4 separate regions of the Zea mays genome follow, and all the other regions are linked to region 3. A link is a contact called in public Hi-C data. All regions are on one chromosome and are shown on one strand. Each heading gives the region's core, a stretch centred on a gene start, on an enhancer-like site or on the middle of the called end of the contact. The rest is flanking DNA. Distances are from core to core; before and after follow the strand shown.

The links. A called contact is a pair of places that touch in the nucleus more often than the background predicts.
Region 1: a contact with region 3 is called in a Hi-C map of ear, with 3 times the contacts expected there. The contact joins the promoter of LOC103641516 here to the promoter of LOC541627 in region 3. A contact is called at or near these places in 6 of 25 Hi-C or Micro-C datasets (bundle sheath, ear, endosperm and 2 more).
Region 2: a Hi-C map of tassel shows a contact between it and region 3, with 3 times the contacts expected there. The contact joins the enhancer-like site here to the promoter of LOC541627 in region 3. A contact is called at or near these places in 3 of 25 Hi-C or Micro-C datasets (bundle sheath, ear and tassel).
Region 4: a contact with region 3 is called in a Hi-C map of leaf, with 4 times the contacts expected there. The contact joins the enhancer-like site here to the promoter of LOC541627 in region 3. A contact is called at or near these places in 5 of 25 Hi-C or Micro-C datasets (bundle sheath, ear, leaf and 1 more).

The regions. Positions count from the first base shown.
Region 1 is chr10:103,568,198-103,574,887 of Zm-B73-REFERENCE-NAM-5.0, reverse strand. LOC103641516 (probable protein phosphatase 2C 37) reads right to left here and starts at 1,555. Exons shown (of 4, transcript NM_001319772.1): 1 at 1,019-1,555; 2 at 73-471. The coding sequence starts at 1,555.
Region 2 is chr10:103,502,391-103,509,206 of Zm-B73-REFERENCE-NAM-5.0, reverse strand. No RefSeq gene overlaps it. Among protein-coding and RNA genes, the nearest start is that of LOC103642676, 11 kb to the right of the region's middle. Within about 2 kb of position 3,571, at least 1 of the 20 cell types and tissues checked has an H3K27ac peak or open chromatin away from gene starts, as enhancers often do. A contact at or near this core is called in tassel, where this site is marked.
Region 3 is chr10:103,366,930-103,373,275 of Zm-B73-REFERENCE-NAM-5.0, reverse strand. It overlaps LOC541627 (ethylene receptor homolog 2), which reads left to right and starts at 3,335. Exons shown (of 3, transcript NM_001111382.2): 1 at 3,335-3,793; 2 at 4,089-5,972. The coding sequence starts at 4,194.
Region 4 is chr10:103,603,115-103,610,073 of Zm-B73-REFERENCE-NAM-5.0, reverse strand. It overlaps the pseudogene LOC109942880. Among protein-coding and RNA genes, the nearest start is that of LOC103641516, 33 kb to the right of the region's middle. Within about 2 kb of position 2,448, at least 1 of the 20 cell types and tissues checked has an H3K27ac peak or open chromatin away from gene starts, as enhancers often do. A contact at or near this core is called in leaf, where this site is marked.

The sequences.
Region 1 (6,690 bases), core at 306-2,805, 200 kb before region 3:
GCACCACGCTACGGCGAGTCGAAAGCCGAGATGATCGGAGTGTACATGCATATGTGTCGTACGTAGTCGTACCTTGTGGTCGGAGGAGAGCGGGACGGGCGGCGTCCCGGCGGGCCCGCGGCAGAGCACGGCGCGGGAGTCGCCGCAGTTGGCGACGACGAGGCGGCCGCGGACGAGGAGGGCCACCACGGCGGTGGAGCCGACGATGCCGGAGGAGGTGCCGGCGAGCGGGCAGCTGCAGCTTGGCCGCGCCACGCGCCCGCACGCGCACGCCAGCGCCGCCATATCGTCCACCCGCCGGAAGCCCCGCTGCAGCGCCGCGCGCCACGCGCGCTCCTCCTCCGCCCGCTCCGACCAGGCGGCGCTGCCCGACGCCGCCGACTCCTGCCGCCGCCGCAGGAAGGTGGCTCCCTCCCTGGCCAGCTCCTCCGCCACCACCTCGTGCATCCGGTCCCGGCATAACGCGGACACCTGCGTGCATGCATTGGTATTTGTACATTAGTACGTGTGTCGTGCGATCGATCGATTAGTAGTACTAATGAAGTACTAACACAGAGAGTATCCGATACGGGTATTCACAATAATAATAACTAAATAAATAAATAAAAGACAATTAAACGAGGCAGAGACACGTGGATGATCCTTGTCGAATTTGGAATGAGCTAGAATGTGGCCAGCTGGACACCTGGTACTAGCTAGCAGCGGAAAGCAAGCAGTGACTACTGCTAGTCGCCAAATGTGGTGCGGCGGGAGAGAAGGAAGCTAGCTGTTGCAGCTTCTCTTCGGCACGCATCCATGGCTGTCTCCTTCTTGGCCTAGTATTACCACCGTCTATTAGATGACGGTGCACAATATATAGGTAAACGTATGGCATCAGTCTAGGTAAAAAAAATCCATGAAATTTCGGATGGATGAACTCATGAACATGAACTACTAGCTAGGGATGGATCAATCGATGGACTGATGGAGTGACTAGCTGGAGATTGGCGGCGGGGGCGTGAAGCGACACGACACGTACATGGGAGCCGCCGTGGCCGTCAAAGACGCCGAAGAAGTGCATGGGCGAGCCGTCGGCGGCCCAGGTGCACAAGTCCGGATGGAGCGAGACGGCGTCCTCCATCATCCGCATCCGCCCCGCCATGGACAGGGAGCCGAAGGCCACGGGCCACACCTGCGGGGCGACGGCGACGGCCTCGGCTTCAGGTTCACCTTCAGCCTCGCCGGGCTCGAGCTGCGGCCCCGCCGGCGCGAGCTCCACCTCCACCTCATGGTCGAGCTCTTCCTGCTCCTCGTCGTTGGGCCTGTCCGCAGAGCTCTGGGACGACGACGGCGACAGCGATGGCGACGGCGACGGCGAGAACCGGGAGGCCGCAGGACGGAGACGGCGCACCCAGCTCGGGCCCGGCGCCGCAGCGGCGGCGGCGTCGCCGGATCCTTGGGGCTCGAGGCGGTGGCGCCTGCGCATCCGGCATTCTGGGGTGGACGCGGACGCAGCGGTCGGGTTCCGTACCTCGTCGCCGCCGGGCACGTTGACGCCGGCGCTGGCCATCACCATCAGGCGGCGGAGGAAGAGGAAGAGGAAGAGCGGCGGCACGAGTGGTCCAGGAGCAGCGACGACGCAGCCGCGGGTGAATCCATGCGAAGCTAGCCTGCCTAGCTAGAGCATCGGATGAGATCGAGGTGGCTGACGGAGGGGCTGGGAGATCGAGTGGAGGGGCCGGCCGGGGTGGTCGAAGACGATGTCTTATTCTTCTCGCTCCATCCCCCTTCTCTTTCTTTCTCTCCGTTGCGCCTTGGCGTCCGCGTGGGGGGTGGTGTGGTGTGCGAGACTGCGATGCGAGGTCAGGTCGCGTGGACGGAAGAGCAGCGGGTTCTGTGCGGCGGGACCCACGTAAGTGCGACGTGGATTGCGCTCGACACGTGGCCGGGGAGGTAAAGGGGGCGCGTGGTCCCGCTGGGGGACGCCGCGCGCAAACTGGCAGGGCAGCACCGAAAGGCACGGCTGCATGCGTTGCGTTGCGTTGCGTTCCATTCCATCCCTCCACGGTGCGTGCGCCGTATGACGGCCTGCTGCGGTGCGGCCTTTGGACGATGCCTGCCGTTGCCGTCGCCGTCTTTCTCCCGACGCCCTGCCCGCCGGCATGCCGCGCGCGCATCCATTCTTCTCTTTCGTGTGTCTAGTGTATAGTGTATAGCAAGCGTCTGATGGTAAATGGTAAAGGTGTTAGGGCATCCCAACGGGTACTTCATCCTTTTTTTTCTTTGTCGTGTTTTAGTAAAAACTGAACGAATCAGCAGACGATAAATATTCGAGAACGAAGGTACGTAGTATATTCTAATAACCAGTAATTAGAACGTTCTTAAGAGCCTATGCTCCTTAAAAAAACTGGACTTCAACAGCCTCTTTTATAGTGCGTTTGGTTTTGGAACGAAAAGGGTTGAGTCGAAACCGACTCATTTTTGTGGGTTAGATCGGACCCGTTCCTTGTTTGGTTTAAGCGACGGGTTGAACCCAATTTCTTGTTTGATGACAGGGTTGAAGTGGGTTGAAGCTGCACCGTTTTTTGTTTGGTTTCGTGATGAGGGATGAATGAATGATGAACTAAAAATGGTCACATTACCATACTAAAAATGATATCTTTAATTCCAAACGAAATTACAACATTCAAAATAAATGAAACCAACACTATTTCAGTATTTGAGAAACCAATAAGCACAATAAAAGATGGGGGCCGCTGCTTCTCTCCTAGTGGTGTCGGTAGGGGACATGTAGGTGGTATTGGTGGATGATGGTGGGGGCTGGATCACGGCACAACAACGTCGTTGGAAGACACGGACGGGGGCGTAGCGCGCCAGAGGACAGACCGGTTTGGGAGTCTATGGCTGGAGAACATGCTGGTGCCGGAGAGCAGGGTGACGGAGGACTCTGACAGGGGCGTGGTCGGGGGCGCGCTGCGCCGGACGGTACACCGACGGGGGAGCCGATGACTCGAGAATAGGCTGACGGTGGTGCGCCCTGCGTAGGCTGCGCTCGGGTGAAGATATGGTGTGTCCGTGTGGGTGACAGGAGGGGTGGAGTGGGAGTGGATCGAAGTGGTTCGCTTGTTTTTAAGGAATCCCTAGAATCCGTATCTTAAATGAATATTTTGACCCGGAACCAATTTAACCCGCGAACCTTTTAAACCAAACACGGTTTGATGCAGGTTCAACCTGTTCCAACTCGCATCAACCCGATAACCAAATACACGCTTAATTTCTCCAAAAATCTGTTAAACCTGGTAATCGTTGGGCCCTTTCATGCACACGCGCAGCCAGTTCGTACCAAGATCCATCGCTGTTGGGATAAAAAAATATGTTGTCGCTTGTGATTTGCAGCATATGATTAACATTTGCGGTTCTTTTAGGCCTTAATCGTTTGTGTCGGATTATACCCGAAATCGTTCCACCTTATCAAAGTTTATATAAATTATAGAAACAATCCGGTTAGGAATCGTTCCAACCCACTAATCCGGCACAAACGAATCAGACCTTAGTTGTTGCTGATCCATACGATTAACCTTTGGCTATTGTTGTTTTCAGGCTTTACATAGCAGATTGGTTCCCTGTGCCATGCTGAATAGTTTAATTCGATGATTAAGCCAAAAGAAAAAATCTCAGCTTAAGATTGAAACATCTCTAGAGCAATGTTACTTACAAGTTAGGTAATGAGTCACGGGGCCTCGTTGAACAGCTTGCTGTCGAACATTCGTCACAGACTCAACTCACGGTTGAAGCATATGAGGCTGTGCGCAGCGGTACGCGCTAGCCTTCCCCCTCCCCTTGCATGCCGGCTGTAGGGTCATCCCACGGCCGCAGCGGTGCCCCCTACGCGTCGGTCCTCTTCTCTCTCCCCCCCAGATCTAGCGTGTCACTGTTCATCACCCTAAACACTGTGCTGTGGGTCCACGAGTAATTGTTAGTAGATAAAAAATTGATAGTTGATATAGAAAATGATATTTTATAGTTGTAGTGGGGTATAGGGGAGTATTTAGGGGAAACCGCTGCGGGAGATGAAAAAATAGGGGGAAAATAGGGGGGAAAGTGATATAGAGGGAAAAATTTAGGGGTAACGGTTGCGGATAGCCTGAGAAGCAGGAGGCACGCACAAATGCTCTCGCGCGGGAAAGCGAAAATACAGGGGGTTGAGAGAAGCAGTAGCTGCGGACACGACATTTTTCGTGTGCGGAGGTATAGGGACTGTCAATAGGGATACGTTGGATGGTTATTTTTCACTTTCCCCTAAATTAAGGATTGATATTAGAATCTTTTGGAGATACTCTTACTTCTATATTGGCCTCGGTCCGGCTCTGCGTGTACTTCTATATTGGCCTTCTTTCAAGGCCTCGCTCATAGCGAGTTTGAGGCGAGCACGCAGGAGAGGAGTGGGCACAGGCGGGAAGAGCTAGGTTACCGTCCATTTTCACGTCATCAATCAGACATATATCCTATAACCGACACATACTCGTATCTCTCTCTCTGGTGAGTATCCCTCTTCTCTTCTAATGGTGATTCTCCCTCCAAATCTTGTACACATGTATAGTCAATCTTCCTTTGTTTGCAAAATTCTAAATCCTAACTTGGTCAACTTCGGTCTCCGCCCATGGTTGGATGCCAGATCTTAGTGTTTCAATTGTTACTAGGTATAATTGGCCCTTGTTGCGCTTGTTCGAGTCGTGGTTCTGATTGCTCGATATATGCCAACTTCACCCTTTTTACAACCATTCTTAATCTGAGCTTGTGTGTTTGCCAATGATGTTTAGGTATAAGTTCTGAGCATTTGCCCATGTATAGTTTTTCATTTTGATGCTATATTAATAGCATCTCTATGCCTATGATGATATGTTCTGCCTCTGCACTATGTTTTAGTAGTGTGTACTAAATCATTTTTTGTTACCAATTGTGTTGGAATGCTAGATGGATATGCAAGAAAAGGGTGCTTTTGTGTGTTCAAGCAACAACTCTTGTTAGATCTCTATATGTGTTCCTTTTATGGCGAATAGATATGCATTAAAGATTACGGTATGTACTAACATATGGGACATTCAGCAAAATGGATGAGTAAAGAAATACAATCTAAATTTAATTTATAATTGTAATGATGTTGAGTGTGTAAACATGCTTAGAATGAGAAAATAACCTTTTTCAAACTTTGCAACCTGCTTAGGGAGAGGAACCTTTTCAGGGACAACTTACGCAGTTGTATAGAACAACAAGTTGCAATGTTTCTTCATATAGTTGGGCACAATCAAAGGTTTAGGGTTATCCATCAAAACTAGAGGTATATATAAACCGTTATTAGGCATTTTCAAAGAAGTGTTGTTTGCAATTGAGATACTTAGGCAAGATATCATTAATCCCTCATCGGCTAAGACAATAGTAAAGATTAGGAACAATCCTAGATGGTACCCTTATTTTAAGGTAAAAACTAAAGCATGTAGTCAATAGATGTTTATGTATTTGGCATTTGAAGGAACCCATTCAGTGGTGGGTGGCACGTAGGATTGTGTTGGGGCTATAGATGGAACATATATTCATGCTAGAGTCCCACATAAGATGCAAGCAACATTTAGAGGTGGGAAGCACTACACCACTCAAAACGTTCTAACTGAGTTGATTTTGACTTGAAGTTTAGTTATGTGTTTGTGAAATGGGTGGGATAAGCACATGATGTGACCATTATAATTGATGCATTTGAGAGGTCTGATGTGTTAAGGGTTGAACATGGTAAATACCATGGGTTGTGTGAATACATTAAGGTGGTTGTGCAATAGCCAGTGCCTAATTTTAGTATAAAAGTTTGGGCACTAAGTACCATCTAAAAGAGTTTTGGGTATGAACTGCCCATCAAATCAAAAAGAATTATTTAACCTAAGGCACTCGAACTTGAGGGTGAATGTTTAAAGAGCTTTTAGAGCTATCCCTAGTAGCATGTGGATGTGCATGTGCAAAATAGCCGGCCATAGGGTGGATGTGTGCACACAAAAAAGAGGACGCTTCCAATAGAGTGTGCATGCAGATGCATATATAGACTAACGGAGGAGAGATAAACTCGTAGATATGGGTTGTCGTGAGGCTAAGCACTCATTTTGCGTGTCCTCATCTACACTCTGCTAGAAGGTGGATAGTTGAGTGCGAGTGTGGAAAATGAATTTGTGCATCCGTTTAGGGTATATGCTAGAGATAGAATCATTTTTGCATCATTGACAATAGACCATTTCATCCATTCAAGACATAAGTTAAACTAGTGCTTGCTTGTTGCATATTGCATAACTAGATTCTAGCACATGAATAGTAAAGTTGTTCCATTGTAAATGACTTGAGTGCCAAACAATAATGTGTTTAATTATCTTGGAATTGCTATGGATGACAATGCAACATGAGCCCATATGAGGGATAAATGGGCTACTCATACGTGGGCTAGTAGGGATAACTCTCATGCCTAGGTGCTTCCTTGTTTTTTGTTTACTTCCTCAGGCAATGAGATGTTTATGATGTGTATTATAAGTTGTATAATTTATGGACACATGCTGAGGCTATGAAATGTTTGTTTCATTTTTGTTTAATGCATTAGACAAATACAATGACGATATCCTAATTATGTTAGTGCATTTGAACTTAGGTTGTCAGTTGTTACCGTATGTAGTGATGATA
Region 2 (6,816 bases), core at 2,322-4,821, 140 kb before region 3:
ACAGGGCAGTCCGACGTGTTGCTGTCAGGAACACAAATGACTTCCTGAGTCCTATCGTGGTCCCCACGGATGGTGTTCCCCTGCGACTGGCCGCCACGTACCGCGGTCGGAATCTTGGGTGGGTCTGATAGAATACCTTATCCATCTGACATGTGGCCCATCCCTATAACAGGAGTTCACGCACCTCTCTCTCTATACTATTATATTTTCTTGAGTTCTACGGGTTAATCACGAGCTCGTAACACATGTGTATGTAAACGAATCCGCTTCCTGCTTTTCACTCGGCGAATGCCAAAACACGTCAGATTGATGAGGGGATCTTTAGCACACTACGGGCTAGTTTGGGAGTCCAAATACCGGAGGGGATTAGAGAGGCTACAATCCCCTCCTTATTCAAAATTATATAAGAGGGGATTTTAGCCCTTCAATCCCCTCCGGTTTTGTGGCTCTTAAACTAGCCCTACAGGCATATTTAAACAGCATATTTAGACAGCTTTTTTTTTTCCTGAAAGTTCTTTTGAGAATTCATTCTTGGATAATCTAGATGGCAAGCTGATCTAGATTTCACAGGACTTACGCGTAGAGAAAGTTTACAAAGTTTAGAGTTTAGAAAGCGGTGGATTTCTTCCGCTGCCATAATTCGAAGAATTCATATTGATTTTAGCGATTTTTATAACTCGCAAAAACGGTGGCTGCAGTTCTGACTTTCATAAACCGAAACAAAATAGGTCGAAAACAGACTAAACATTGTCTTTTCTAAAATAGCATATAATAATAAAAACTTACTAGACCATCTACTGGTCTATTCAAATTTATTTATCCTCTATTTTTTCTATTTCTCTTTCACTGCCTAATCGTATCGGAGTACAAATTAAAATTCCCTTTGTCTATTTCCACCGCGTCCATATTGTTGCGCTCATGAACCGCATGCACATAGGCCGCCGCCGGTCTTCCTTATCGACGCTAGTTGCTTTTGACCATGCCGCCCCTGCCCCACTGGGTGTCTGGGTCGATGTCCGCGGCGGCTACCCTCCATCCTATGAGTCAATCTCTGTGTGGCTCCCACGGATGGCCCTTGCCCAACACGAACTCGCCGGATGGCCGAGCTCACCAATAGCAAGATAAAGAGAAGTCCTATATGTTATTGACTACTAGGATAAATGTGATAGCCATCGTTTAGAACATAGTAGACTATATTTTGTACACAGTTATATTAGTACAAGTGTACAGCCATACAATCAAGTCATCTATTGTATTTAATCAAAATCCAACCTGTTGTTTTATATTTAACCCTTTTCATATAGAACTTAGTAGCCATTTTATATTCAACCTCTTCTAACTAAAACGACGGTCATCGGTGGATTTTGATTGGATGCATCAGATTGTTTGATTGTATATTACACCAACATGCTTGATTACCCATAATATGTTCCCATAGTTCAGATAGTATTATAAAATTTAGAAGAAAAAAAGATAGTACTAAAACAGAAGTCTACGTAAAAAATAGAAGTCATATTTTAGATAACATAATTTAGAGATGTTGTGATGTTTAGTGAGATGGTTTTATATACCTTGGTGTGTTAGCGGTGAAATTCATCCTAACCACTCAAAATATATCAATTTCTGACCGCCATCAATTTTTTTAGGGTTATTAGGTTAATCTTCGGAAATAAGGTAGTTTCCTACGACCCTGCATGGATGTTAGAAATAAGCCTAACTCGTGACGGGCGCAGTAGAGGGCCATCAGATATGAGGTAATTTCTGATGATCACATGGGGTTTGATCCTAAGAATCTAAATGTGTTGTGCAATTAGACTTCTTCGAACCGTCTAATAAGGTTTCTATACGCTAGCGTCCGGTTTCATCGCCTTTTATGATGTTTGATTATGTGGCGTGTTTCTTTTCCTGTGACATATGGTGAGCAGATGATTGGGCGGCGTGGACAAGACTGCGACTGTATGAGCCAACCACTTGACCCTAAGGCAACATATGCTTATGCAGGATGACAGGCTCGTGGATGGTGAGAAAAGTTTGTTTGGCATTTCAAATTTTGCTCATGGCTTACAATCTACTGTTTGTGATGCACTCTTATAGGTTAGGTATATTTGATTTAGCGATTTACTCTAAGCAGATGATGTGTCGAGACACGGTAGGGTCATCGTTGTTGCAAGCATTGGGTTCTTGTTCTCGCACTCCACATAGGAGTTGGAGATTTCTAGGCTCCTGGAAGCGGTAAGGTAGCAAAATGAGTATCAAAGGGCACAAGGCGAGCACCAAATGCAACAAAGCCAGTACTATGCAAATCTACTTGCCCTGTTGTTGGATTTCCTAGCAGTAAGTTTGGCTAATATGTTATTCAAAACAACTAGAAACTTGTATCAATTTATAAAACCTAAATACTGAGATGCATCTCATTCTTAGCAAGTGGCTCAGTAAACGTGCATCTAGATGCCGCCTCAAGTGTTTGCACCATTAGGCTGTCTCCAGGAGCTTATTCATTCTATCTTTCATCTCATCTTCTATTTCAAACTTCACTCTTTGAACAACGCGATCTATAGTGTAAAACAATCCTTTGCATAATTATATGCACAATCTGCTGAAGACAACATTACATCCACCTCCTTCATAGTTACTTGACTTCCTCCACAACAGATATTTCCATACACATCCATTCGTTCTTTTTTTTATCTAAAAAAGATATGCTCGATTTGATGATGACAATACATAATTCTAACATAGTATCAACTAAATAACTAAGACCGCTTTTAGAATGTATGATTTTCACAAGAATCGTAATTTTTTTAAAGAAATTAGTCCAAATTTATAAAAGGCAACATTCGTGGAACTTTCTCGTACCTAAAGGGGGGCTAATTAATTTGATGAGGTTTATATAAAAAATATATTTGTATTCTAAATAAATATTATTAGATTTGTTATGAGATATATTCTTATAGATATTTTGTGTGGTAAATACTGATATTGTTTTGTATAAAATTGATTAGACTTTTAGAAAGTTTTGACCGGTGATAAAGCTAAAAGTTAACTTTTTCCCTACTAAGAGCAACTCTAGAATATTCTCTATATTATACCTAATAAATATAAATAAATATTTTCATAAAAAAATACCCTCCAACGACTTATTTAAATGGTTATTCAAATATAGACATCTTCTATTCCACATTTCTCACTAGCCAAAGATAGATAATGTGAATGATTATCTAGAGTGCAAATAAATATAGAAAAGATGTTGGAGATTGAAAATATATAGGAAGCAATTTTTATACAAATGACTCTCAAATGACAATTTAAAAGTGAAATTTATAAAGACTCTTGAAGATGCTCTAAGCTAGTACGTCACCGGTGACAAACAGAAGATTTCAAGAAAACTCATATGAAATAGATACCTTTTGGGGCATTATATTTCTTTTTTTAGGAATATTCTTTTGAGCTTTCTGCATCCATGAATGAATTGTAGTAGTATTTGGATTTTGAAGAGGAGGGAACGCAGTATCTTTTCCGAACCAAGGATGATGGGCCAGCAGCCCGTATATGCATTGGCCTTGGTTTCTAGTCGACAACCCATGGACATAGGGTGCAGACTACGGCTAGTTCAAACATCTTTCTTCTAGAAAGAAGGGAATGATTTGGCAGTTTTTTATTTATCCTATTCATTCAAACAACATGCGTACTCAGTTTTATTTTAGCTGTAGATAATCATAATCATACTCTATAAGGTACCGTTCTTTTTTGAATTTTTTTTCATTATTAGTCATAATATGTAAAGCATGCTATAATCGTCCGGAACATAAATTAAGGCGGTGGTATACGTATACCTTGTCTCAGGAAAGTTGCACTACTAGTTATTAAATTAAGGCGGTTTTTGTGCACAAACAAATCTGTGCACTGCAGAGTGCGAAACTGTGAGTTAGAAATTTCTTGATCGATAGAAATTCCCGAGGGCTAGTTGCCTGTCCGTACTCCCCAGTTGCATTCCCTATGTAGTTAGAAATTTCTTGATCGATAGAGTTAAGATAAGACTTACAAGTGGTCGAGGAGAAGGTACGACTAAGAGCCAGATAGATAAATTATCACTCTTAAATTGAGGTGGAAGAGGAGAGATCCTAAATAGCAGGTATAAAGATAAGTATCAAGATAATGGAGATAGCAAACAAAAGCACATCAAAGGATGGAATTAAGACAAAGCTTGCAAGGCGATAAAGAAGGAAAATAATCAAAGACGAGATAGGTGAAGCACCACTCTCTAACTGAGATGGAAAAAGGAGACTTTAAAGGGAAGGTTCAAAGTAAGCATCAAGGTAAAGATATAGATATTATAAGGGTTAAAGACGATAATAGACAAGGGTGTAAGAGAAGAGATGGAGGCATAGAAGAGCCAGTGGTACAAATACAACAAAGAATGGGGTTACGTCAAGGTCTTGCTTTTCAGGGCCGTTCCTGGCTTTTCAGGGGGCCCAGTGCGAAATTCGATATAGAGGCCCCCATCCACACACAAATATATATAATTATACATATATCACCGAATATTTGACGTATAAAAATTATTATGCACTGTTTTAAAGTTTATAAGATAACAGATATAAAATATAGCAAAAAACACTTACTTGTTATATGATATTATTCAAAATATCTTCTAACATTTTGTGATACAAAGTCATTGCTTATATCATCGAGATCAATCTCATCCAACAATTTTTTCGATATATAGAATCGCCAAGCCATTTAACCTCTCTTGAATTATTGTTGACCATAAATAATTCATAAAAAATTAATTTTAAAAAGCTTCTCTCTACCGAAGCAACCATCATATGTATAGTTTATAATACTCTCTCTATATCAAATAAAATTTTGTTTTGCTTCTTTAGTGGATTTATCATCATCAATATAAACATAAAAATTAAGAGCTAAACCAAATACTATTTTGAAACGGATGGAGTATTCGATAAGTAATTGAGACATTAGTTTAACAATATAAACGAGACTATTCGATAACTTGATAGCGCATCGTTTTTTTTGTATTTGTGTCTAGAATAGATAGGTTTAACAAAAAAATGCTAGCGTCCAGTGGCTAGGGGGCCCTCTGTTTTGGGGGCCCGATGCGGCCACACCCACCGCACCCCCTCAGGGCCGGCCCTAACTGGAGCACAACAAGGATGGAGTTAAAAAATCGCAAGCGACAAGGAAGAGGATACGATCAAGGAAAAATAGGTAAAATACAACACTAAAGTTGAGATGAAAGAGAGTAGGTTTTAGAGGGTAGGTATAATATAAGCATCAAGATAAGATATAGAGGTGACAAGGGCGAAGATGATAATCATGAAAAGCATAACCAAGGATAGAGTTAAGGCAAGACTCGCGAAGTGGCGGAGTGGAGAAAACAATCAAGGGTAAGATAGGTAAGGTTCCAATAGATGGTTGAGGTAAGAAATTCAGTACCGAGGAAAGTTATAAGGAAACAACGAGATCATCAAGGAGGTGCGAAATAAAATGATCGCTCATGGATTGTCAAGAAACAAGGGGATCAAGGGCATGTTAACTGAAATGTCTTAAACAGACATTGGGATATAAATGTAAGCATATATAAAAAGATGAGAGTATCAAGATTCTAATGATATGAGCATACCAAGACCAAGAGAATAGAAGTTATCGAAAGATAGCGACTTAACAATAGAATAGGAAAGGGTCTCAAAAGATAGGAAGGTCATGGATATATAATTGAAATGTTGAAATAGGCAGTAGAGATTTAGAGGTAAGTTTTTGAATTAAGGGACAAGGGTATTGAAGAATCCAGGGATACGAGCATGTCAATACCAAGGGAACGGAGAATGCCAAATGGTAGCGATTTAATGATGGAAGAGGAAAGAATCCCAAGAGACTAGAAGGTAATGGTAAGGGGGCATCTGCGAAGATATCACAATCACAAGGGTGAGAGAAGATCTAATAAAATAAGTAAGTAGAGCACAGACAATACTAGATTAAATACGTTTAGCAAGGTGATATATAGTAGCATAACATAGAATTAGTCAATGTGACTAATATTTTGAAGCAACATCAGTGATGAGGTGAAGTAATCTATACTACCTATTAAGGCTCTAAGGGGTAGGCTGCCTCTGCTTGGTTCTGCCTTCCGACGATCTCAACCGTCCAATACGCTTTAGAGTCTCTCAGCCGTCCGATACGCACGCTCTCACCCCCACGCATCGCCCCGCCCCCACCACGGATCCCGCATCCCCCACGGATCCCGCAGCCGCGCCGCAGCCGCTCCCTCCCGTGCTCCCTTCGCGCCCGCCCATGGATCTCCAACAACGAGCGCCGCCGCCGCCGCCTCGCCTCGACAAACCCGGCTCCAGGGCGACAGCTCCCGCCGGTGGGACCTCATGTTCAGCGTCGTGAAGCTGTTCGTGATCCAGCTGCGGGGCCCACTAAGGTCAGCGTCTTCATCGCCAGCAACGACGCCGAGCAGGCCTGCGACTTCAAGATCACCGGCATCTACCATGACGGTACAAACCTTGCACCTTCTTCGACTCTTCCCGTCCGATTTGACTATCTAAAACTGTTGTTTCTGATTCGGTGCGCTGGCGATCTGGTCGCCCGCAGGGAGTTCGTGAAGAAGAACTATGGTGACATCAAGGCCCGCAACCCCTCCCTCCCCTTCCTTGTCCGCGAGTGCTCCGGTGTCCAGCCCCAGCTCTGGGCGCGCTACGGTACGCGTGCATCTATTTCGTCCTCTTTCTCCTGCTGTGGCTAAAGGTTTGATTTTTACTGGTTGGGGCATTTTTGGGTGAATTTCATATCTCA
Region 3 (6,346 bases), core at 2,086-4,585:
TGGCCCCACAGAGCAGCGAGAGAGAGAGAAGGGGAGTGAGCGCACACGGGTTGGCGCCGATAGGCGGGGCCCACCTGTCAGGCACCGAGGGCGCGCGGGTGCAGGCGCGCGCGGGGGCTGGGCTTAGTGGGCTAGTTTGGGCTGAAATAGGTTTTCCTTTTTCTAGGGATTTTCTAATTGCTTTTCTATTTATTTTCTCTATGGTTTTCAATTCAAGTTCAAATCAAGTTTCAAATTCAAACCAAATCAAATATATGCAACAATTCAAAGAATAATTAGGCTCAATATGATGCAACATTCCATGACTCATATGTTTTGGGCAAAATAAAATAAATAATCCTTCACTAATTCAACTAACCCTAATTAAAAGAAAAAGAGAGGGAGAAAACTAGAGAGAGAGAGAAACTAGAGTGAGATAGAGAAGAGTAACACCTGGATTTGGATGATCATAAGAAAGAAATTTTATACCCCCAAATTCAGGGTGTTACAGCTCTCCACTTCTTCAGATAGGGAATTCTTGGCCTTTGGAGCTGTCGAAGTATGACCACCTTCGTCGGTGCCCTTTGTAGTCGTTAATAGTTAGGTTAGTTCTGATCCCAAGTGACTTAGAGTAGAAAATGGCAGTGGTCGGGTCATTACCTCGAGAATCCGTGTACAACCCAATGATTAAGTAGTAGTAGCACTTTATTTTCCCTGTTCTTGTGTAGCAAGAATCTTCTTCTCAGAAATGTTAGCTTTCTTCTTCTCAGAGACGTGGCCTTACCCGAAGGTGACTCTTTGTCATATTCAGATTCATCATCCTTTATCTCATCATCACCAGGCTTCTTCGACGCCTTATTCCTAGTTGCTTTCATGCCCCTCTTTCTTTTCTCTAGCTTCGGTGCTGGTCACAAGCTTCGTGTAGTCAGGGTATATCAAACCCTATGGCATTCTAAACTATATTCAACCTAAGTTTCCCTCGGTTCTTGAAGGTGGATGACATATCTTCGTGTTCCTTTACATGATAGTTCCCAAGAATTTCATTGCACTTTGTGTCGATCAGTTTCAACAAACCAGCGAAAGGAGCCTTGTATGAAGCCTGTTACTTAAATTAAAATGCTAAGTGTCAAGATCACCATCTTTTCTTTTCACTTCCTTCGATAGCTACCACCCGGTACAAGTAGGATAAATGTCGTAAGAAAGTGCTTCTTGAATCAGGTCCCGAGAGCTAGACTTCTCGGCGATAGTGTTGAAAATCTTGTAACATTTTTCGGCAGCTTCACACATATCACACTTTAGCCTCCTTAGACCGAAGCTAATCTTTAGAGGACTCATCAGCAAACCCTTGAAATCTTTCTAGTTCACAGAATCTACTTCAGCGTAGAACCATTCCTTCATCCAGTCCCCATGCAACTGTGTATTCGTCCAGTCCCCATGCAATTGTGGTAGTGACGGTGAGGACAAAGGTACTCTGATTAGGGCAGAACGTGCTCAAGAAGCTCAGTGATGGCGACACTTGCACTAGTGTGAGGGTGCAAGTGCCAGGAAGGAGGCAGAGCTCTCAGTGAGGTGATCAATCGGTGCTAGGGGTCGTCTTTTATAGGGCCATGCAATTGATGACATAAGGGCAGTGATGGTGAGGGTAGCATGGTCGGGTCGCCATTTTAATGCCGACAAAACTACTCGGGGATATGGCACAGATATCCGAGGAGGAAAATGGGGGAGCAATGATCGAGGTGATGTTCCGATCTCTCAGGGGCGAGATCGATGACAGTGTGTCCGTCGTGGAACAAAGAGAGAGCGGAAGGTTAGGGATGACATGTGGGTGTGGGTCCCACGTGTCAGAGAGTGGGGGTGCGGTTGATCGGTTCGCTCTGCTTGCCAGCGAGCGCAAGGAGGCAAGGCACGGGCGCGCGCTGAGGAGGCCACCTGGTTTGCACTATTTTGTTCTTTTCCTTTTTTAAAATTAAAATTTAAGTTTAATTTCCATATTCAAATCAAATAAAGTTCAATTCAATTCAAAATTTTCCATAAAACAACAAATAGGTAGTGAAATATTTTATCTATAAAAAATCCTTCCTTTCTCTATTTGGAAAAGAATATGTAAATTATGTTTAAAGAGAAGAGAATTTAAATTCATCTATAATACTTGTTATAACTGTACCATAAAAAAAGGGTGTTACATTATAGTATATTTTCCATCAAGTTAATCCAACACTTGTTTTGAGAATTAGCATTTTAGTTGCAGCAGTAGGAGGGGAGGAGAAAAGGCGAGACTACAGTCTCGTGCCGGTGAATTTTTTTGTCCAAACCAAAGTTTTTTAGACCCTACAAATACTACATTTTAAAATATAGAGCTTCTATATGTGCTCTTAAATACCTTTTGGCCGAAAATACCATGGTATGCTCAAATACCGAGCATTATCTTGAGACTAGAAAAATATTATGTTTCTAGAGAGGCCTAAACTATTCGTTAAACTCAAGGCTACCGTCTAGACATCCTCTATATGGGCTAGACTTCGGCCCAAGGTTAACCATTTCGTTTAGAATGCAAATCTTGTAATACACCGAAAATGAAATTCGGAGTGAAATTCGCTCAAATCCATTTAAGGTAGAATTTTAAATTTAAAAATGAAATTTGGTGTTTTCTCGACGAATTTCGGTGAAATTTGTTATTTTGGAACAAAAGGCATTGAAATTCGATCGAAAACCACCGAAACCCGGTCTAAAACACGATTTTCCGTTTTTATGAATTTTAATTTTTTTGAATAGCGAACTGAAACTTCCGAATTTTACACGAAAGCCAATTCACATAGAGGTCCAAAAATAGGGAAAACATTCCGAAAGTCTGCGAGTTTCGCTCGAAATTGCTAACTATGCTTTGGCCACACTGCTCTTCATAGAAGGGAAGTGAAAGCGATTTGGCCCAATCCATTTCCTCCTACAAATACGGGGTCCTCTCGTTAATTCCTTGGAGCTGAAGTGCAAAACTCAATAGCTGAAAGTGATTTGGCCCAACTCAATAGCTGAAAGTGATTTGGCCCAATTCAGTCCCTCCTACAAATACTGTGGGCCCAAGATATGCGGTGAAGCAAATGCTACTGCTTATATACCACCTAGCTCATAGCTGAATGGATCGAAAACCAGGGGAAGGCGCAGCGGTTTGCCGGCAGACGGGCGGGCCCAGGCCGAGGAAACAGGCAGGTGCATCCATCCAGAGCCACGCCGGCGAAACGCGGCGAACAGATCAGAGCACGCGAGAGTGGTGCAGCGAGGTTGAAGCAACGACCCGCATCCGGCCAGCCCCCGAGCTGCGCTGCTCTGCTCTTGCTCTCGTTCGTCCCACTCCTTTCTTCCCACCGAGGGGAGAGACAACCCCCTGGCTCCTGCCTGCTCGACGGACCCAAAGCATCGCCTCCTCTTCCTACCCCTCTCCTCAATCGGCTCGTCCGGTCGTCGCTTAGCGCCCTCCACCCGCCAGCCACCCCACTGCGACGCCGCGTTCTCCCCTTCTTCCGACGTCGCTGTCTCTCTCTCAGCCCAGCTCCAGGGGCGAGGCTGTGAAAGAAGAGGGAGGAAAGGGAGAAAAAAAGACCCTCTTTTCTTCCGTCGGCAGGCCTCGTGACCATGGATCCGCCGCCCGCCGGGCTCTCGACGCTGCCGAGGTCTGCTGGAGATCCGTAGCCAGCCCACGTGTAGACGGTTATGGTGCTAGTACCGGTGCCAACGCTGTGTTTCTTGGCGGGCGTTGCTGCTCCTCCTCCGCTTGAGGATTGCTGCTGCATCCGGCAGGAGGGATGGTCGGAGGCGGAAGGTGGGCGGCTTTTGACACTCCTCCGTTCTTCTTCGTTCTACCAATTCAATAACTATGTTTGGATTTATCGGAGGGGTTTATCGGATTTGGCTAAATCCCCTACTGCCCGAATTTTGGCGGACTGGTGATTCGATTTTGGCCGATAGATAGATTTCGATGCTACTTTTAGGAAAGACTAATCTTCACAGGGGGGCCTATCCGTCCCAAAGCAACGATTTGCTTTACGCCAGATCTTGATTTTGTGTGCCGCAGTTTGATTAACTGAAAATCTGTGATGGCCGTCTGGTGAATGCAGGAGCGTCGGCACCCGCAGCGTGGAATCGACGACGGGCGCCTCCAGTCGGTTCAGAAATGCGCAAATGCGCGTCTGAATGAAGCCTGGTTGGAGGTGGTAGAGCCGATGGTGGTGGGAACGGCACTGCTGCGCGGGGTTTCCTCCGCGTGGATCCTCCTGTTCCTCTCCTCCCTGCTCCTCTCGCCGTCAGCGGCGTCTGTCGATTTCGGCCACTGCGGCGGCTGCGACGACGCCGACGACGGCGCCCTCTCCAGCACCTATAACATCCTGCAATGCCAGAAGGTCAGCGACTTCCTCATCGCCGCGGCCTACTTCTCCATCCCGCTCGAGCTGCTCTACTTCGCCACCTGCTCCGACCTCTTCCCCCTCAAATGGATCGTGCTGCAGTTCGGCGCCTTCATCGTGCTCTGCGGCCTCACGCACCTCATCACTGTGTTCACCTACGAGCCGCACTCCTTCCACCTCGTACTCGCCCTTACCGTCGCCAAGTTCCTGACGGCACTGGTCTCCTTCGCGACGGCCATCACCCTGCTGACGCTGATACCACAGCTCCTGAGGGTGAAGGTCAGGGAAAACTTCCTGATGAACAAGGCGCGTGAGCTGGACCGGGAGGTGGGGAGGATGAAAAGGAAAGAAGAGGCGAGCTGGCATGTGCGCATGCTCACACAGGAGATCCGCAAGTCGCTCGACAGACATACCATCTTGTACACCACCATGGTTGAGCTCTCGAAGGCACTGGAACTGCAGAATTGTGCTGTCTGGATGCCTGATGAGACCAGGAGCACGATGATCTTAACACATCAGCTGAGGGAAAGGGATATAATGGACCCACAGAAACACTCGATTCCTATTGATGATCCGGATGTTCAAGAAATAAAGGCAACCAAGGATGCAAAAGTTCTTGGCCCAGATTCGGCGCTAGGGGTTTCTAGCCGAAGCAAGCATGAAGCAGGGCCTGTGGCTGCAATAAGGATGCCGATGTTAAGGGTGTCAAATTTCAAAGGAGGGACTCCGGAAGTGATGCAGACGAGCTATGCTATCTTGGTTCTGGTTTTGCCTAATGATGGTTCATTAGGGTGGGGTCGAAGAGAGTTGGAGATTGTTGAGGTAGTTGCTGACCAAGTTGCAGTCGCTCTGTCACATGCTGCACTCCTAGAGGAGTCTCAGCTGATGCGAGAGAAGCTTGCCGAGCAGCATAGGGACTTGCTGCAGGCAAAGGATGAAGCCATGAGGGCAGGGGACGCTAGGAATTCCTTCCAGACTGCAATGTACGATGGAATGCGAAGGCCAATGCACTCAATCCTTGGTCTCGTCTCAATGATGCAACAGGAGAGCATGAATCCAGAGCAAAGGCTTGTGATGGATGCCATTGCCAAGACAAGCAGTGTTGCATCCACACTGATGAACGATGTGATGCAAACATCGACAATGAACTGTGAGCACTTGTCTTTGGTCAGGAGGCCGTTCAACCTTCATTCCTTCATTAAAGAAGTTGTTGGAGTGGTCAGATGTCTAACTGGTTGCAAGGGTGTGGAGTTTGAGTTTCAAGTGGAGAATTCTTTGCCAGAAAGGATCATTGGTGATGAGAAGAGAGTCTTCCATATTGTCCTGCACATGGTAGGCACTCTAACAGACCGATGTAATGCTGGCTGTATCTCATTATATGTAAATGTCCATAATGAGGTTGAAGATAGGCATAATCATGACTGGATGCTGCGAAGAGCAAACTTCTCTGGGGGCTATGTATGTGTGAAATTTGAGATTAGGATTAGAAAATCAAAGGGCTATCTGTTGAGTTCATCAAGCAGTCAGATAAGTCAGGGATCCAAACCCAACAATTCTGAGATGGGGCTTAGCTTCAATATGTGCAAGAAGATTGTGCAGGTAAATCAAAATAATAGAATATCTTAAGCATTTATACCCGCAAATTTTTTTGTACAGCTAGGCACTAGCAGCTTAGACTTGGCCGTCACATAGATAGTTTGCTATACACCAATTGAACTGCCAAACTACAGAATGTGTTTAGTGGCTATAGTGTGGCCTTTTTGTGCAAGTGCTTGGAATATTTATTATCTCACCTCAAACTGGGCATACTGAGAGGACATATTGGTCCTTATGTTGAACTTACGTTTTAGTCATAACTATTTTTATGGTATTTCTTCCGTAGTATGTGTGACTTGCATAGATATATTTAATTGGTATGCTTGTAGTAGCCCGAACCTCAGCGACTCTATTTGATTGTTATGTTTTGGTTTGCA
Region 4 (6,959 bases), core at 1,199-3,698, 240 kb before region 3:
CGACAACTTGAGAAAGAAAAGGAACATAGGAGGAAAGTTTTGTTCAGAATTGTTGCCATTGTAAAAATTTTTGCCAAGCATAATCTAGCATTTCGTGGTACTAATTGCAAATTGTATGATGATAGTAATGGCAATTTCTTGGGTTTGGTAGAGATGTTGGCTGAATTTGACCCGGTTATTCAAGAGCATGCCCGACGTATTACAAATGAAGAAACTCATGCTCATTATCTTGATTATAAGATTCAAAATGAGTTGATACACTTGATTGCTTCTACTATTAAGTCTGAAATTATTAAGAAAATAAAGAAGGCAAAATATTTCTCTGTGATACTGGATTGTACCCCTGATGCAAGCCACCAAGAACAAATGTCTTTAGTTATTAGATATGTGGATTCATCTTCGAGTACTATTAGTATTGAAGAATCCTTTCTTGGTTTTTAGATGTAAATGATACGACTGGGCAAGGTCTTTTTGATGTGCTACAGGATCAGCTAAAGGATCTTGATCTTGATATAGATGATGTGAGAGGACAAGGATATGATAATGGGTCAAATATGGAAGGATGCAAAAATGGGGTACAAAAGAAACTTTTGGATTTAAATCCTAGAGCTTTCTATTCTGCTTGTAGTTGCCATAGTCTTAATTTAACACTATGTGATATGGCTAAGACATGTGGTAAAGCTAAAGACTTCTTTGGAATCATCCAACGCATTTATACAATCTTTGCTAATTCCACTAAGAAATGGCAGATTCTGAAAGATAACATAACAAGATTGACTCCTAAGTCAGTATCAGCTACTCGTTGGGAGAGTCGTGTTGAAAGTGTTAAAGCTATCAGACTTCAATGTGCAGACATTCGAGAGGCTCTACTTCAGGTGCTCACTGCCTTGTATTATCATATTTATCCAATATTGTAATTCATTTTGTTGTTTCTATTAAGACACATTTTATTTGTTTAAATTTCAGGTATCAGATATCGATAGTGATCCTAAAACAAGCAGTGAAGCTAAAGGTTTGGCAAATAATGAGCTTGGAGAGTATGAGTTTATAGTGGCTATAGTTATTAGGTATGAGGTGTTGTATGCTGTTAATTTAGTAAGCAAACAATTGCAATCAAAAGATATGCTTATTGATGTTGCTATTGAGAAAGTTCAAGGGCTGATTGTTTTCTTCCAGAACTACAGGGAAACTGGTTTCTTAGAAGCACTAGAGACAGCCAAAGGCATTGCACTTGAGATGGATATTGGTACATCATTTCGTAAAAGACGGAAAATTAAAAGAAAGAGACACTTTGATGAGAACCCTGATGTCCCAGATATTGCCACACTGTCTCCAGAGGAGTCATTTAGAATAAGCTATTTCATACCTATTGTTGATCAAGCAATTTCCTCACTTACAAGGAGATTTGAACAATACCAAGGTTATCAGAAAATGTTTGGTTTCTTATTTACTTCTGAAACATTGCAGTCATTGGATAATGAGAGCCTAAAGTCCTCCTGTGATAATCTGGAGGCTGCCCTCGAAAAGGATGGAAAATCTGATATTGATGCTAATGAATTGTATGCAGAGTTGAAGTTTCTCCAAAATTTCATTCCACAAGAAAATATGGGACCTTTGGAAATTCTAAAGTTTCTGAAACGACATAATTCTTTTCCTAATGCAAGTATTGCATATAGGGTCTGTTTGGTTGGGCTGTGGCTGTGAAAAAAGTTGCTGTGGGCTGTGAGCTGTGGAAAAAGCTGCTGTAGGCTATGAGCCGTTAAAAAGCTAAAAACCGTTTGGTGGAATCCACTAAAAGTCGTTAAAAGTTCTTCGATATATGTTTTCACAGTTCTATCCGAAAAGTTACTAAAAGCAGGTTCAGGGGTGCTTTCAGATTTGCACTGTGAGAAAGTCAGCTTTTAGAAAAAGCTACTTTCTGGATCCAGCCCTTTGGTTGGCTTTTGGCTTTTAGGGGGCAAAAGCCAAAAGCCAAAAGTCAAACCAAACACACCCATAGAGTTCTATTGACCATTCCAGTGACAGTTGCATCAGCGGAACGAAGCTTTTCTAAATTGAAGCTATTGAAGTCATATTTGCGCTCTACAATGTTACAACAAAGACTTACTGATTTGGCCTAGATATCACTTGAGAGTGAATTATTGGAGAAGATTGAATATGAGCGTATTATTGAAGAATTCATTTCAAGTAACACCAAAAGAATGAAGTTGTTCAAATAAATATGATACAACAAAGCGTTGAATAGGTACGTTTCTTTTTCCATGGCTATGTAAACCATTATAACATATATATTATTACTATATTTTATTTTTCCTTAAGATATAGGCTCCAATTTAAAATTAAGTACATGTTCTCGGATTATGCCGGCCCGGCCCTGTGCTCAGGGCTGCACGTGGATTTCTGGAGATGAGACAACGCACGGGAGAGACTTCTAGGGAGTACGTGCACTAGATATTGGATAAGAACGACCGGAACAAAGGAGAAAATTTTAGAGAACTGAGCACGTGTACAGGATAAACATCAGCGGCATGGAGATCTTTTTCTCATACCAAAATTGAACCGGTTTCAGTCATCTGAACAATATTCAGTCCACCACCTGCCCAACAGCTCGACTTGGATCCTTCATCATAAGATGTATTCCTCCATAATAGATCTCCAAGTTTGATGTAATGGTCATTCACCAAGAATTAAGAGTTAGAAGGGTATAAAACTGAAAGGAATACGTGGTTTCTAAAAATTCAGCAAAACTAAATACGTTTCAGATTCTGAACTGAATTTGGCACCAAACTGAACCCTCATTTGTAACCCCTTCGATCCTCATGATTCCAAGCAATACATGCCAACCATAGTTAATAAAGTTTGTTCACAAAATGTAACTTTACAAGTTTACTGTAGGAACCGTAGGTCAAAGATTCATGGATCAAAAGTTATAATGCTCCAGAGTGGGGTGAATACACTAGGAACCAGCTGCAGCTAACTGAATAAGAGACTGAACACCACACGTCTGACAGAGAGAATTTGGGCACGTTTTACTCCAACTTATGTGCAGCACCACGTCACACTGGCTTAAATAAACTTGTTCACCATTAGATGATCTTCAACTTTTATATAAAAACTACAGTATAAAATCACATGGATTAATCACAACAGAGCTCTAAACTGATTCACTAAAATTCAGGTTTTAGTTCTGAACAAAAAACACAGTCCAAGTAACCTTACAGTCCAGATTTAGGCAACCTTTTCTCCTAGTTCCATGTAGCTTTAGGGGTATGATCCTTAACCAAACGTATACACCAACACATGGTCGTCCACCTTTGTATAGCTTTCTTAGCCTATAACTGCATGAATCAGCCGAAAATGGGCTCCAAACTCAGCAACTTTCACTGAAATTCAGTTTTCAATAACTGAATATAATTCAGTTTCAGCCACAACACAGTCCCACTTTAAGCAGTCGTTACTCCAATTCTTGTATGTGATCATGTCCATCACCCTTTAAGGAAGTTGTTCACCAATATATGGTCTTTATTTCCTCTACAAGCACCATAGTCTAAAACCTTATAGAACAACCAAAAATGAGCTCCAAAACAGCCATCAATACTGAATTCCAGATTCAGCTACTATTCACAATCTGAAAAATTCAGAAACACAGCAGCACCACTTTGAACCACTCTTCTTCCTGGGTTCCAAATGCTTCTAGGGCAAGTTGCTTAATAAAGCTTATACTCCAATAGTTCCTTTACAAGTTTTATATAGTGACCATTAACCAAAACTTCTTGGATTCCAAATTGCAATAGCCCAAAGTTTGCTCCAAATGCTGAAATTCAGACTCAGAATTTCACTAAGTCTGAAATCCAAATTTCTGGCAGCTTTACTTTAGATTAGTTTTTCTCCAAGTTCCATATAGATTTAGAGCTTGGTGACTTAAAAAACTTATACTCCTCATGTAGCTCGATAACTTTGTTACAATGACCATATTCAAAATGGTTCTAGATTAGAAGTTACAAGGGTCCAAAGTTGACTAGTTTATATTATTTTCAGCAATTCCAAAATGAACCCAAAACTGAATTTTTGTACTTAACTCCAAATTCTTCCACACAACTTGGGAATCTCCAAATAAGAAAGTTATCCACTTTTCCAAGCTCTACAACTTTAGTCCATGAAACTCATGTCTAAAGTGTCCTTGGTTTAGGAGTTTCTTTGTTTATCCACAAATCACAAGGAAGGTTTTCAAATCTCACTTAGGGTTTTGAGGTTAATCTCGTTCCTTAATTAATCCTTCCACTTAACCCACCTTTGAAAGCAAAGTTGCTCTAGGTCCTAAGTCCTTCCCCTTGGCACTTAAGGATCCAAGTCAATTTGTCACTTGCTAAGAGATGATCTATTCTTGTCTAGCTTAAGCCAAGTTCTTAAACTAAACCCTAAACCCAACACACAACATCACACTTTCGAAAAAGTTTGACCTAGTGAATGCATTCTAGGTATAACAAACAAAATAATGCAAGTGCTTATGATGATATGCCAGATTTTTAGTTCGCTTAACACCAGAGGTGTTACATGAAGAAGCTCCAAAGTCGTTCCTAAGGTGATGCAGAGCTTAGCTCTAAAGTCGTTCCTACGGGGATGCAGAGCTAAAATGCCACCTAAGTAAAAGGTGAAGAAGCTACAAAGTCGTTCCTAAGGGGATGCAGAGCTTAGCTCCAAAGTCGTTCCTACGGGGATGCAGAGCTAAAATGCCAACTAAGTAAAAGGTGAAGAGACTCCAAAGTCGTTCCTAAGGGGATGCAGAGTCTTACTTTTATGAAGCATTCGTGCATTAACATCAGTTGCTTCATGTCATCATATCATACTGCATAGCATCACATCATTCATCATCTTGCATCATCTGAAATAGTGGAAAAAGAAGAGAAATTGCTCCTTCAAAAATACTGGCTAACCCGTGAGGTTAAGTCTATCTTCGGCAGAGAGTTATGAAAGGACGTATCAACAATGCAAGATCTATGCCTTCGGCAGCGGTATATTTATACAAGATTTATGCCTTCGACAACGGTACTCTTATGCAATATCTATGGCAAGACCTTTGAATCCAATAAGTTGCTTCGACAGAAAAGGGGATTTTTATCTTTATGAAGCGTGAAAAGAAGGTAAGGTGTTTTTTCGCCTGCGTCTCAAAAACGGTACGTACGAAGGTTTCACATTCCACAAAGAAATATATTACATCATTAAATATATATAGTTGATAATTGTTTCTTACAAAAGGAAACTACATACAAAAATTCTACAGTTCAAATAAACAAGGTCTAATCATCCTCTTTTAGAACTTTATCAGCGGCTTCGTTTAGAAGCCTATTCACAGCTTCATCAACAACTTTGTTAGCTATTCTGATTACTTCAAGAGCCCCTTCAGAGCTGGATCGGCCTTAGGGTCATACGGCTCCAGAGGGGGAGAAAGTTCGGCTGCACCATAGTATAAGTGTTTTGTTAGTTCCAAAGCTAAAACAATTTACAAAGCTAAATCATGACAAATATACCTATAAGTCTTTCACGCTCTACAACTTCTTTAGCTTTCTTTGCCTCTTCCAAGGCAGTATGAGACACCATCTCATTTTTTCTAATAACTTTGTCGGCTATCTCTCGGCCACCTCCCAACCAAACTTCAGAATAAAATTTTCCGCTCAGCGCAGTAGCTTCGGTTGAAGGGTTCTTAATGTCATTGGCTGAGACCGAGAATTATGGCTGAATAATAGCATTTGCTTGCTCGCAACCAACTTTCTCAAGAAGTGAGAGGGCTCCTCGGGCACCGGTGAAGGCACAAAATTCTACTATACCACTAAGAATCTCATCAAAAGCTTCATGTTCGCCACTAATCCACCGGATAACCCCATCAGGATCACCACAGATAAAATTCTGCTCCGTAGAGAATGCGCCAACTTTGGCAAAACTATTTTTCAACTTATTGCAACAGTCCATAGCGACATTGTAGCATTCCTCTTTCGCTTCACGAAGCTCCTCGACATTTTTCTGAACCCTTAACCGTTCAGTATCAGACATTTCGTGTTTTGTTTGTTTGACATTAAAATTTTCAGTCACTTCATCGAGCTTCTTCTCTAATCCTTGCACTTTGGATCTATGCAATCCCACATGAATAGATAGCGCATATAATAAATTAGCAATACGTTTCGCATCTTTCTCTTGCTTCTTTTCAAACTCCTTGATTTTCTGTTCTGCTTCGGAAAGGCTAGACAGTCTAGCTTCGGTAGACTTTAACCTCTCAACCAAGGAGAGCAGGATTTTATCCTTCTCAAGGGCTCTATTCCAAAGCGTTATGACCACCGAACACAAGTTCCCAAAAGCTATCTGAGTGCTTTCAGCTTCTGCATCCTTTTGGGCTTTCAAAGCTTTGCTAAGGATAAGACCCTGACAAACAAAAAACATACAAATATTAATAAGTATTATCACAAATCGTTTGCTGAAAACTTGCCTAACTAAAATCAGTAAATGCAAAAATAAAAATATATAAACCTTTAAGCTGTTATAAGCAAGGCTGTCTGCAAGTTGGTCCTTCGTTATTGCAGATAAACCAAGTTCAAGTTTCGGATATCCCATGTTGTCTATCATTTCTTGACAAATGTTTATCTCTTTGTTGTCTGGTAGACAGTAAAGGAAGTCATCTTTGTCGTCTCCTCCATAAATTAGGGACCCTCGAGGATATTTCAGGTCCTTAGCGTAATGTTACACGACAATTTGCTCTTCTGATAGTTGTTTTTCTAAAGCATGACGAACAATATATTCTAAATCACCTTGAGAAGATGCTTTGGGTATAGGCGATGTTGGCTTTTCCAGAAGACTTTCCTTCACCAGCTCTACTGGCTTAGTTCTCGAAGGTCCAGCTTCAACGTGAATAGGAGAAGCGCTTGCAGTGGCTACTTCTCTTAGATCCTCAATTTTGTCCTCGGGAGCTT